Regions from separate parts of the Rattus norvegicus genome. Here region 1 is linked to region 2. Evidence: chromatin contacts called from public Hi-C data. All regions are on one chromosome and are shown on one strand. The core of a region is the stretch at or near the end of the contact, and the rest is flanking DNA. Distances in the headings are between cores, read along the strand shown.

Region 1 (5,004 bases), core at 928-3,427, 58 kb before region 2:
TCCTTTAGGCATCAACCTGGGAAGGGTCTCTGCTCTGACACCAGCCTGAAGCCACAGCTGAGAGAGAACTAATACTCCACGAATAAGGCAGACCTCAGTTCCAGAGCATTCCACGCTCGGAACTTACCTGCCTGTGCACTTACCAATGCTCATGACAGACAACCTTGCATGGTACACAGGAGAAGCACACAAGGAAACAGAGAAGTTAGGTAACCTGCCCAGAGGTGCTCAGCCCTGACTCCCATCAGGCTCTGGGCTTAGGTAGCGCTGCAGTGGACAGACTTAAAACAAGCTGCAGACCCCTCAGACACCCTCTAACCCTTACTACCACACCGCCATCCTCCAGTTCCCAGAGGTGCAGAAACAAGGTCTCCAGACAAGATGGCCATGAGTGAATCTCACAGCCCCATGGACATTTTCCAAATGCCATCTCATGGCTCCAAGCCACAGAGCAGCCACCCCAGAGCCATCCGTCACCCAGCAGCCAGAGGATCTACAGTAGTGATAGGCTCTGTAGGCCTACGCTGCTCTTCAGACATCCGCTCCACACTTAGCCCTCCTTCCCCTCAGCCATTCCAACCCTGACACCTTAGGGCCTTCCTATCTGACAAAGCTAACACCTTCTGGGTTTTTTTTTGGGGGGGGGGGCGGGGTCTGGTCACCCAGTACCCAATCCTGGCTTTCTACACCCCTGTATGTCTCTCAAAACTACAGGTGCCACTGCACAAGGCAATCCTTTGGGACTTTCTCCGCTGTACCTCCAGGTACCTGGGCTTGGCACACTGAGTTGACACCTCCAAAATGTTGGGTCAGCTGGGCAGTGATGGTCCACACCTTTAATCTCAGCACTTAGGAGGCAGAGGCTAGGCAGAGCTCTGAGTTCAAGGCCAGCCTGGTCTACAGAGTGAGTTCTAGGACAGCCAAGGCCACAGAGAAACCCTGTCTTGAGAAACCGAACAACAAATAAATATAAAAACTAAAAAATAAAGGGCTGGAGAGATGGCTCAGTGGTTAAGAGCACTGACTGCTCTTCCAGAGGTCCTGAGTTCAAATCCCAGCGACCACATGGTGGCTCACAACCCTCTATAATGGGATCCGATGCCCTCTTTTGGTGTGTCTGAAGACAGTGACAGTGTACTCACATATATAAAGAAGTAAATCTTTTTTTTTTAAAAAAAACTAAACAACAACAACAAAATTCTGGGTCAGGCTGGCAAACTGGCTCAGTGGGCCAAGGTGCTTGCTGCCAAGCCTGATGACCTGAGTTCAATCCCAGGACCCACATGGTGGAAAGAGAAAACTGACCACCACAAGTTGTCCTCTGACCTCCACATGTATGTAGTAGCATGTGTATGCCCAACACAAAGAAAAGCAAAAACAAAAAAATTCTGGGTCCCCTCAGCTCACAGAACCTGACCTCAGAGGTGTGATGACATTTAAGACACTCCCAAGAGTAGTCCCAACACCCGTCTGACCCCAAAGCTATTACCACTCCCACAGATGTCAAAGCCCCAAGAGTCCGGCCCAGCACATGCCCTGCCTCCTTCTGCAGAGCCTGGGCTGTGAGGACAAGGTCCAGTCCCCAGCCACTCCTAGGCCACAGGATCAGATGCATGCTGCATGCGCATGTCTGGCTGCCACAAAGAGCCCTACTTCCTCCCCCGACCCCCACCGTCGGGACCCTTGACTTCTGCAAGAGCCCTGCTGATTTTTGGTGACTCAAAGGCTCTGGAACCTTGCTATAAAAATACCACCAAGGAGGAGGGCTGGGGTCTCCTCCTGGACACAGTCTCTGCCTCCAACTCAAGCTGAACCTTCACCTTTTCTTTTTTTTTTTTTTTTTTTGGTTCTTTTTTTCAGAGCTGGGGACCGAACTCAGGGCCTTGCGCTTCCTAGGCAAGTGCTCTACCACTGAGCTAAATCCCCAACCCCCACCTTTTCTACAGAACAGGAAAGCCCCGGATGGCGGGGAGCTCAGAATCAGCTTGTCACCCTGATATTCAATCCCTGTTCCACCTCACGGAGTGTGGAACTAGGCCAGGCACACATGCTCCCGGTGAAAAGCAACACTGTAGGACTCACAGTTGCCCAGCAGGGCCAGGAGCCCAGGTACCCAGCCTGCACTGCCTGTCAGGGAGGAGAGCCAGGCAACACTGGTCCCCATAGACGAGGAGGACTCAGCAGTCTGACCTCCTCGGAGACCAAGGGTCTGGTGACTTCCTGATCGTACAGGCCATTAAGCCGGTAGCCAAAGGCTGGCTGGGCAGTGGGCCAGGCCTGGTCAGAGGGCACTTCCGGCCTCGCTGCGGGTGGGGATGGGCGGAAGGCAGAGCAAGTGTGATCCAACAAGGCAAGGGAGTCCAGGGGTTGGCAGGCCTGGGGGCTGGGGGCTGAGGGCAGGATCTGGGCCTGGCCACCTGCCAAACACCCCCATTTCCAGTTGAGTTCCACACAACTCGGGAGGCAGCGATGAGGCCCTGAGGAGCTGTACAGCGTCTGGCACTGCTGGGGGGAAAGCCGGAAAAATGAATCTCCCCTAAGACATGTTAAAAAAGATTCTCACCCATTCCTTCCCTTTTACCCCAAGCCTTCGGGGATCTAAATATGTCACACTTTGTGATTTTACGAGCAAGCCAAGCTGTACATCACGGTTTTACGTTCCTAAATTAACAAAAGGACCTTAAATCTGTATGGGGCTCTTAAAAAGGAAGAAAGAACATGATATCTGAATTATCCCTTCATTCAACTCCCGTCTTCCCTCCTATGGCATGGCCCCTGGTGAGTCCACCTCAGTCCATGGACCACCCACAAGGGAAAAGTCCCCATGCACTAAGCCCTTCCTCTGGTCATCACCCATAGGTGTTACCATTCATTTCTCTGAGGAAAGGTCAGTCACTTCAGGGTCTGGAGTGTAGTGTTTGCCTAGCATCTTCGAGGCCCTGCGAACCATCTCTAGACAGACAGACAGACAGACAGACAGACAGACACACACACACACACACACACACACACACACACACACACTATGACTACTAGGGACTCTGCAAAGTGTATTTCGAGGCAGGCCGGAAGCAGCTGACTATAAACACAGCACTCAGGACAGTGAAAAGCTTTGGCCACCCTGAGGTGCAGAGTAAGTTCAAATCCACCCTCAGCTACTTAGCAAGCCTTTGTCCCAAAGCTTTAAAAAAAGAGAGGGGGTGGGGGAGCGGGCTGGAGAAATGGCTCAGCGGTTAAGAGAACTGACTGCTTTTCCAGAGGTCCTGAGTTCAAATCCCAGCAACCACATGGTGACTCACAGCTGCCTGTAATGGGATCGCGATGCCCTCTCTCATCCTGTGGGTCTGAAGACAGCTACAGTGTACTCATATACATTTAATAAATAAGTAATTTTTTAAAAAAGGATAAAAGGAGGGCTGGGTAGAGCACTTGCCTGGTGTGTTCGAGACTCTGGGTTCAAGCCCCAGTGTGGCCAAAAAAGAACACCCTACTTGGTCCTTCCTAAAGAGTGACTGTGGGAGCACCAACCTTGCGCAGAGCCAGTCCCCCAGGAAACTGGAAGGCGCAGGCCTGAGAGCCTTCCTGGCAAGTGTCCTCGGCTGCATATATAAATAGAGCTTACTGGACCCTGGCACTTCACCCATGTCAAAGGCAGACAGGCACTCGGAGTAAATGCTACAGAGGCAGAGACCCTCTGGCCCCTGGCTGGCTCTGCCAGGGATGATCTGTCTGGCTAGGCTCTCCCACTGGCCATCTTCCTCTAGAGAGGAAGTACAGTCTCCCTCCTCCCCCTCTTCCTCCTCCTCTTCCTCCTCTTCCTCCTCTTCTTCCTCTTCCTCCTCCAGGCAGAACCCAGTGCCCTCCAGACATTTGCTTGCACAGCAGGAAGAGTGAAGAAGAAGTCAGAGGAAGGGGCAGATCGATTCCCACCCATGGCATTGCAGAGACACCGAAGCCAGAGGGAACCCTAATGACCATCTATCTCACTGAGCAGCGGTGAGAGCCAGACCAGGCCCTAGTGAGAGGGCCTGACCTCATCCAGAGGGGCCGAGTCACAGCTGAGACAAAAGGGCCCCTGGCTTTCCCAGTCTTCACAGATCCAAATGTGGTAGTCCCTCCCCAGTTCTCAGGGGTGTCTGAGATTAATTAGTGACCGCCCTGAAAATGCTAGCTGTGAGCCCGGTGCAGTCCCCACTGTGTCTGAGCTGTAAGTAAGAAGGTCTCTCTGTCACTGCAAAAATGGACAAACCTTCTTCGCAGACTTAGCCTGGCCCAAGAGCAGGTCTCCAGTGTTTCCTTAGGATCTCACGGGCGAGGGTGTAACTGGCAAGGGAGGCCTGTATACACACCCCCCCCCCCAAGACGTGCTGGGCACAGTCCACATCTAGCCTTGTACGCAGGCTAGAACACTCCAGAGAGCAATCTTTGGAAACCTCCATCCTTCCACTACCCCGACTTTATGCAGAGTAAGCTAGGGTTGGCTCAGAAAGGCATCGGGTCAGCCCGGTCACCTATCTCTGAATGACTCACTATGACCTCAGGGGGCAGCTTTGGGCACAGAAGATGTCCCAACAGAGATAAGGCTAAGTACCGCCACTAGCCATGGCCCTCTCAGGACCCAGTCCCTTGATGGCAGGTCTCAGAGCATCCTTCCTGGCTAAGGACAGGGAATCCAGGGGGAGGTGGGGTCACCAAGAGTTCAGCTAGAGGCCAGGGCAGGGTCAGCCAACAGTCAGGAACAAGATAAGGGGCCCCAGGAGGGCGCCACTGCCAATACCAGCCGCCATCCCTCCCTGACCGGTCAACAAATATTTATTAAGCAGAGACTCTGGAGCCAGACTGCCTGGGGTCAGGGGTCAGGGCCCAGCTGAGCCTTTTGCTGCTCCTTTTGCTGCTCCAGTGACCTCAGCTTCCCTGGTGCCTCAGTTTCCTCTGCTGTCAAGTGGGGCAAGCACAGCCTGACCACCCAGCGCCGTCCGTCAAATTAGCAAGTCTGGCGTGGAA
Region 2 (5,208 bases), core at 266-2,765:
CAGGCTGCGCCTGCACCACCGCATTAAGGACAGATGGATTACAGCTAATGAGCCTGCTCGCACCATTAACACTGGAGCCTTCCCTGGATTAAAACGCGCCCAGCCCGCCGGGCTGGCTTGTCACTCTCGAGGTGGGCACCTCGGCTGCTGGCTGTGCGTCAGCGTACCCTTAATTGCTCTTGTAATTGGGTCGCCTCACTCCTGGGAACCCTGATGCCACCCTCAAGGGATGGTGGACTGGTGAGACTGCCTTTTCCACTCAGCACAGCCCCTCCCCCACCCCAGGCAGGGTTCCCTGAGGCCTGGGCCAGCAGAAACCCCATCCCCAGGATTGTGAAAAAGGGAAGGGGCTGGGTGCATCAGCTCTCCAAATCACAGCCTTTGGTCTATTGCATGCACACACACACACACACACACACACACACACACATACACACACAGGCACGCACACATGCACACACACCTCTCATGCACCCCTACTTTCTCTGTTTCTCTGTCTCTCTCTCTCTCTCTGTCTCTGTCTCTCTCTCTCTCTCTCTCTCTCACACACACACACACACACACAAACGCATGCATGCACATACACCCAGATGTATGCACACACGCACAAATATACACACATCCCTCTCATGCACCCCTACTTTCTCTGTCTCTGTCTCTCTCACACCCGCACATACACACACATACACACACACACACACGCGCGCGCGCGCACGCGCACACACATCCCTCTCATGCACCCCTACTTTCTCTGTCTCTCTCACACCCGCACGTACACACATATACGTATGCACACATGTTCCCACACTCACAGCTCTCTCTGTAGGATGAAGAAGAAATCAGGAACAAGGGCCTTGGCTGGGCAGCAGGGTGGGGCTATGAGGCCCTGAGTCAGAGGCCAATTTCCTGGCCTGACTCAGTTGTGTGGTTCAGCAAGGTTGTTCAGCCTCTCTTTGCCTCTGTTTCCCCGTCCATGGAAAGGAGCCCGTGCTGAGTGAGTAGTCAAATCTAACAGTCAGCGTGGCGCACGGACAGTGCCGGTCTGGTCTCTGTCACCAGTGTGCAGACATTGCGGCTTCAAATTCACTCCATAATCAACCCAGACTGCCTTTAAACTTATGGCCAGCCATCCTCCTGCCTCAGCTTTCTGCTAACTCATGATTAGATCATAAGCAGGAACAGGACCCAAGGGTGGTCCCAGATGGTTGCAGGGAACTTTGGGTTCAGCAAGGTCTGAGGCCAGGGGAGTGTGGCAGGTGACACTCAATGGAACCCGTATGCTAGCTGAGGGGTTCATCGCCAGCAGTGTTTCCCACATGTCTCACGGTCACTCTTCCTCCCATAGGAATCCAGACTTGCTTCACACAAATGCAGAACAAGACCTACTGCAGCCCCAGTGAGGCCGTCTCTCTAAGGCCTGTTTCCCCATTTGAGAGCTAGTATAGCTAGGGTGCGGTATCCCTCCCACATGCTGCCTGGGTGCACAGGCTACGGACAGACGTTGTGGGAGGCACCAGGCTGTGAACAGGAGGGCAGGAGCAGAGGCTGTCCCTGAGGTCTGAATTATTCACACACAGTGGCACCCTTACTTACAGCGCAGCCGCCGACACCTGCTGGTAGATTACTCGGGGACTGGCTGCTCTCTCGGTTAATTAAGGGAACACTTTTGCCAGTGACTTCTCAGGTGTGCAGCCAAGCAGCGCCAGGTCTCATCCCACTGCCTCAGAGACACTGGATCCCCCAAGACCTGCCAGTGAGAGGGAACAGTAGCTGGAGTTCTGTCAGGCTCCTGGGTAGGACAGTCACCCGCCGTGCTCCAGGGCTAAGGCAGGGGGAGTGTGCCAGGCCACAGGAGAGGCACTGGGCTGAACCTGGATCCTATGGGGGCTGAGCAGAGTCTGTGCACACACTCTCTCTCACCTGACAGAGCCGGGCACAGCCACAGACACTGTGCTCTGGCAGGTTCTAGCAGGTTCTGGCAGCCTTCTAGCAGGGTAGGAGCAGCAGCCAACATGAAACATTTACAAAGGCCTTTCGTAACCATCTGCACTGGGAACGGAGAGGCGGGCTGAGCAACCACAGCCTTTCCGCCTGGGACATCAAGGCCGATGAATGGAAGACGCAGCAAGGCCCTTGGACATCGATGGCCCCACCAGCACCAGGCTTTGAGACACCAGTCCAAGTAGGAACAAGGACCAAATTGGCCCACAGACACGCTGTACAGGCAGCTAAGGGTGGGGACAGAAGACCGTACCATATCCCAACTGTATGACCTCCAGCTGTGTGACCTTGGTGACATCACCAGGACTCTCTCTGTGTCTCGATCTGCCCCAAATCATGCACCTAATGGAGGGAAGGTTTCCTTTTGTACCTTCTCTGGGCTCCTTGCAACATCTATGGTCCCTTGGCACACGGTAGCGTCCACTGGACTTCAGTTCTTGACAAGGTCCCTTTGAACTGGATTGACTTTCTTCTGCGTGCATCCAAGAAACTCCCACACACCCCTCGAAACCCTCCTCGAGCATTCTGTCCCTCTGCCTCTTCCCCTCTGTGAGATACAAGACTCTCCCTCCACCGAGGCCAACTGTAGTTCCTACATGGTTTATCTTGGTGAATTTTCCAAAAAAAAAAAAAAAAAAAAAAAAAAAAAAAAAAAAAAAGGAGGTTTTCTGGCCTGCACTTTAGAGATTAAGAGAATCTGCTTCGCTGGCTGAGTCATGCAGAGCCTGAATTTGAACCTGGGAAGTCTGGCTCTCTCTCTCTTCAGCTGCCTCAGAATGGATGCGTGGGGAAGAGGAGAGAGGTCTGACTGTTTCAAGAAGAGCGGGTGTCAGGAGCGGCTAGACCGACCCAGTGGATCTGAGAGAAGAAACAGATGCTGAGATCTGAGACAGTCAGCTTAGCAGGAAGCGGGGCAGGTTACAAAATAAAACTGAAACCCCTGAGCAGAGGCTCGGCGGTGCCATCCAGGGAGGGAACCTTGGCCTGCGGTTTCTGCCTGCACGCCCCCACCCCCACCCTCAAGTGCTGGCTCAGCGTGGAGCCCAGCTGCTGACCTGATGATTATTTCAGGACTACAGGGGCAGGTGGAGAGCTCTTGGCTTCAAGCTGGAAATGGGGGAGGGCGTTCCCAATGGGTGTCTATCTGAAAAATCAGACTGGGGGATTCTCAGACTGCCTGGCAGCCTCACCCACCCCCCCCAACCCCCCACGACCTGCTCTCCCCGGGGACTTTGGCTGTTCCCACCCCCCCACTGCACCTGCTGTGGGAGTGACACCTCAGCAGATTGAATTGGTTCCCCGGTCCCCTGGGAGAGCAATTGGATGCAGAGCAGAGGACTGCTGCTCTGCTGGGTCATCTACTATGGGTGGCCAGGGAGGCAGCGGGTCTTAGGGGACCTCCAGGACAGAGAATGCTCCTCTTTAGGGACCAGGGGTGGCAGCAGTGGAGGGCCAAGAGGCTTACCCTCTGGTCAGAAGGGGAGTTTTGTAGTGGTTGCCCAACTGACCCGAGTTTACATGAAACTCTGGCTTCAATTCCTTTCCTCACATAGAATGAGCATGGGGGTTTTATAGGTGTGCAAACCTAGCAATCATGAGGCAGATGCAGGAGGATCAGGAATTCAAGGTCACCTCAGCAGCCACAAGTCCAGCCTGGGCTACATAAGGTCTTGAGCTGGGAACCTGGGTGGGATGTGGGAATCCAGGGTTTTTAAAGGACGCGGACTGCCCTTGTGATGCACGTATGACTTGGGTAATGTCCAGTGTGTGGTAGCAATGTGACCTCTGCAGCCAGCTCCTTGATGTACCGCGTCCCCCAGGGTTGGCAGGAACTCTCTCAGGAAGTGAGAAGTTAAAAACCTCAGTGCTTAGACAACTGAAAACCTGTGTCCACCCTATGCCCAGAGACAGTGAGTGACTAATTGCTAGAGACAAGCAGGCTGGTCCACACCACAGACTGTTACTCAGCCATAAACAAAGCAGTTAGACACGCTGCCAAGGTGAGACCTACATACATGATGCTGAAGGCTGGGTGTGAGGACACTATCTGCGATCCAAGCATGGCTGAAACTGAGGCAGGGAGATGGACAGGTCCAGGCCAGTCTGAGCTACAGTCCTACCACCAAGAAATGGAGAAGAGTCTTTATAGTGTGTGAACTAGGTCTTGGTAAAACTGAAAAACCTAACCCCTAAATCCTGCCTTGCACCCAGCCAGAGACCAGAGCTGCCCGTTCGGCAGGAGCTCTGGGTGCAGAACCGGTGAGCATCATGATTCCCTGCGGGAGGGGGTGCGGCTGGTGTGCACACGCTGATTTCACTGGAGTCGATAAGCAGACAGACAGACACTTGTGTTGGACATGTGGTCCAGGCTCCAAGGCAGCTGAGCTACTGGGGCCCACCAGTGCCACATCATTTCAACTCAGAGTTCAGGGACTTGAGAAGTCTTGGCTCGGTAAGCTGGGAACTCCGTACCACAAGTTGAGAATGGTATGGGCAGGGGAATCTGGGCAAGCAGAACCCAAGGAGCAAATCATAGCAGGCGGGGTTGGGGATTTAGCTCAGTGGTAGAGCGCTTGCCTAGGAAGCGCAAGGCCCTGGGTTCAGTCCCCAGCTCCGAAAAAAAAAAAGAACCAAAAAAAAAAAAAAATCATAGCAGGTACGGTTAGACCCGGGAAGGGAAGGACAGGGAAGAGAAGGGAAGGGAAGGGGAAGGGAGGGGAGGGGAGGGAAGGGAAGGGTGTAAGGACAAACAAGGATGAGAAGAGAAGACAAATTCTGTCATGTCTGTGAACATGCTGCCTGCCTTACTGGGACTGCTTCTGTTTGACAGTTGGGCATCAGACGGTAGGATAACAGAAACTCCAGGCTAATAATCCTCTGCATGTTTTCTTGGGTCTACCTCTGTCCATCTTCAGTAACCCACCCAGGCCTGCAGGCCTTGGGTGTTCTTAGCAGCCCTCAGTTCTCAGCGAAACTCACCAAACCCAGCCTGGTCCTTCCTCCACCTCACAACTGCCCATACAGCGCCGATGCCACAGAACAGGTAGCCTGCTGTCCTCTGAGGCTCAGCGTGGGCTTCAGATTTCAAGTAGGGCCCATCAGAGGTTCTAGGAACACAGCCCGGTAGTTATCAGGGATGATATCTGGATCCCAGATCCTAGAGCCACAGGAGACTGAATGAACCCCCACCTCTACCCCAGGACTACT

The links. Hi-C and Micro-C count contacts between places; a contact is called where the count stands out from the background.
Region 1: a contact with region 2 is called in a Hi-C map of liver, with 1.7 times the contacts expected there. The contact joins two enhancer-like sites. A contact is called at or near these places in 3 of 12 Hi-C or Micro-C datasets (Schwann cells, kidney and liver) and 1 of 1 datasets of contacts at active chromatin or transcription factors (oligodendrocytes).

What each region holds. Positions count from the first base shown.
Region 1 is chr19:65,449,889-65,454,892 of GRCr8, reverse strand. It overlaps a transcript of Gse1 not described here. Among named protein-coding and RNA genes, the nearest start is that of Gse1, 42 kb to the left of the region's middle. Within about 2 kb of position 2,177, at least 20 of the 93 cell types and tissues checked have an H3K27ac peak or open chromatin away from gene starts, as enhancers often do. A contact at or near this core is called in kidney and liver, where this site is marked.
Region 2 is chr19:65,390,943-65,396,150 of GRCr8, reverse strand. It overlaps a transcript of Gse1 not described here. Among named protein-coding and RNA genes, the nearest start is that of Gse1, 100 kb to the left of the region's middle. Within about 2 kb of position 1,515, at least 26 of the 93 cell types and tissues checked have an H3K27ac peak or open chromatin away from gene starts, as enhancers often do. A contact at or near this core is called in kidney and liver, where this site is marked.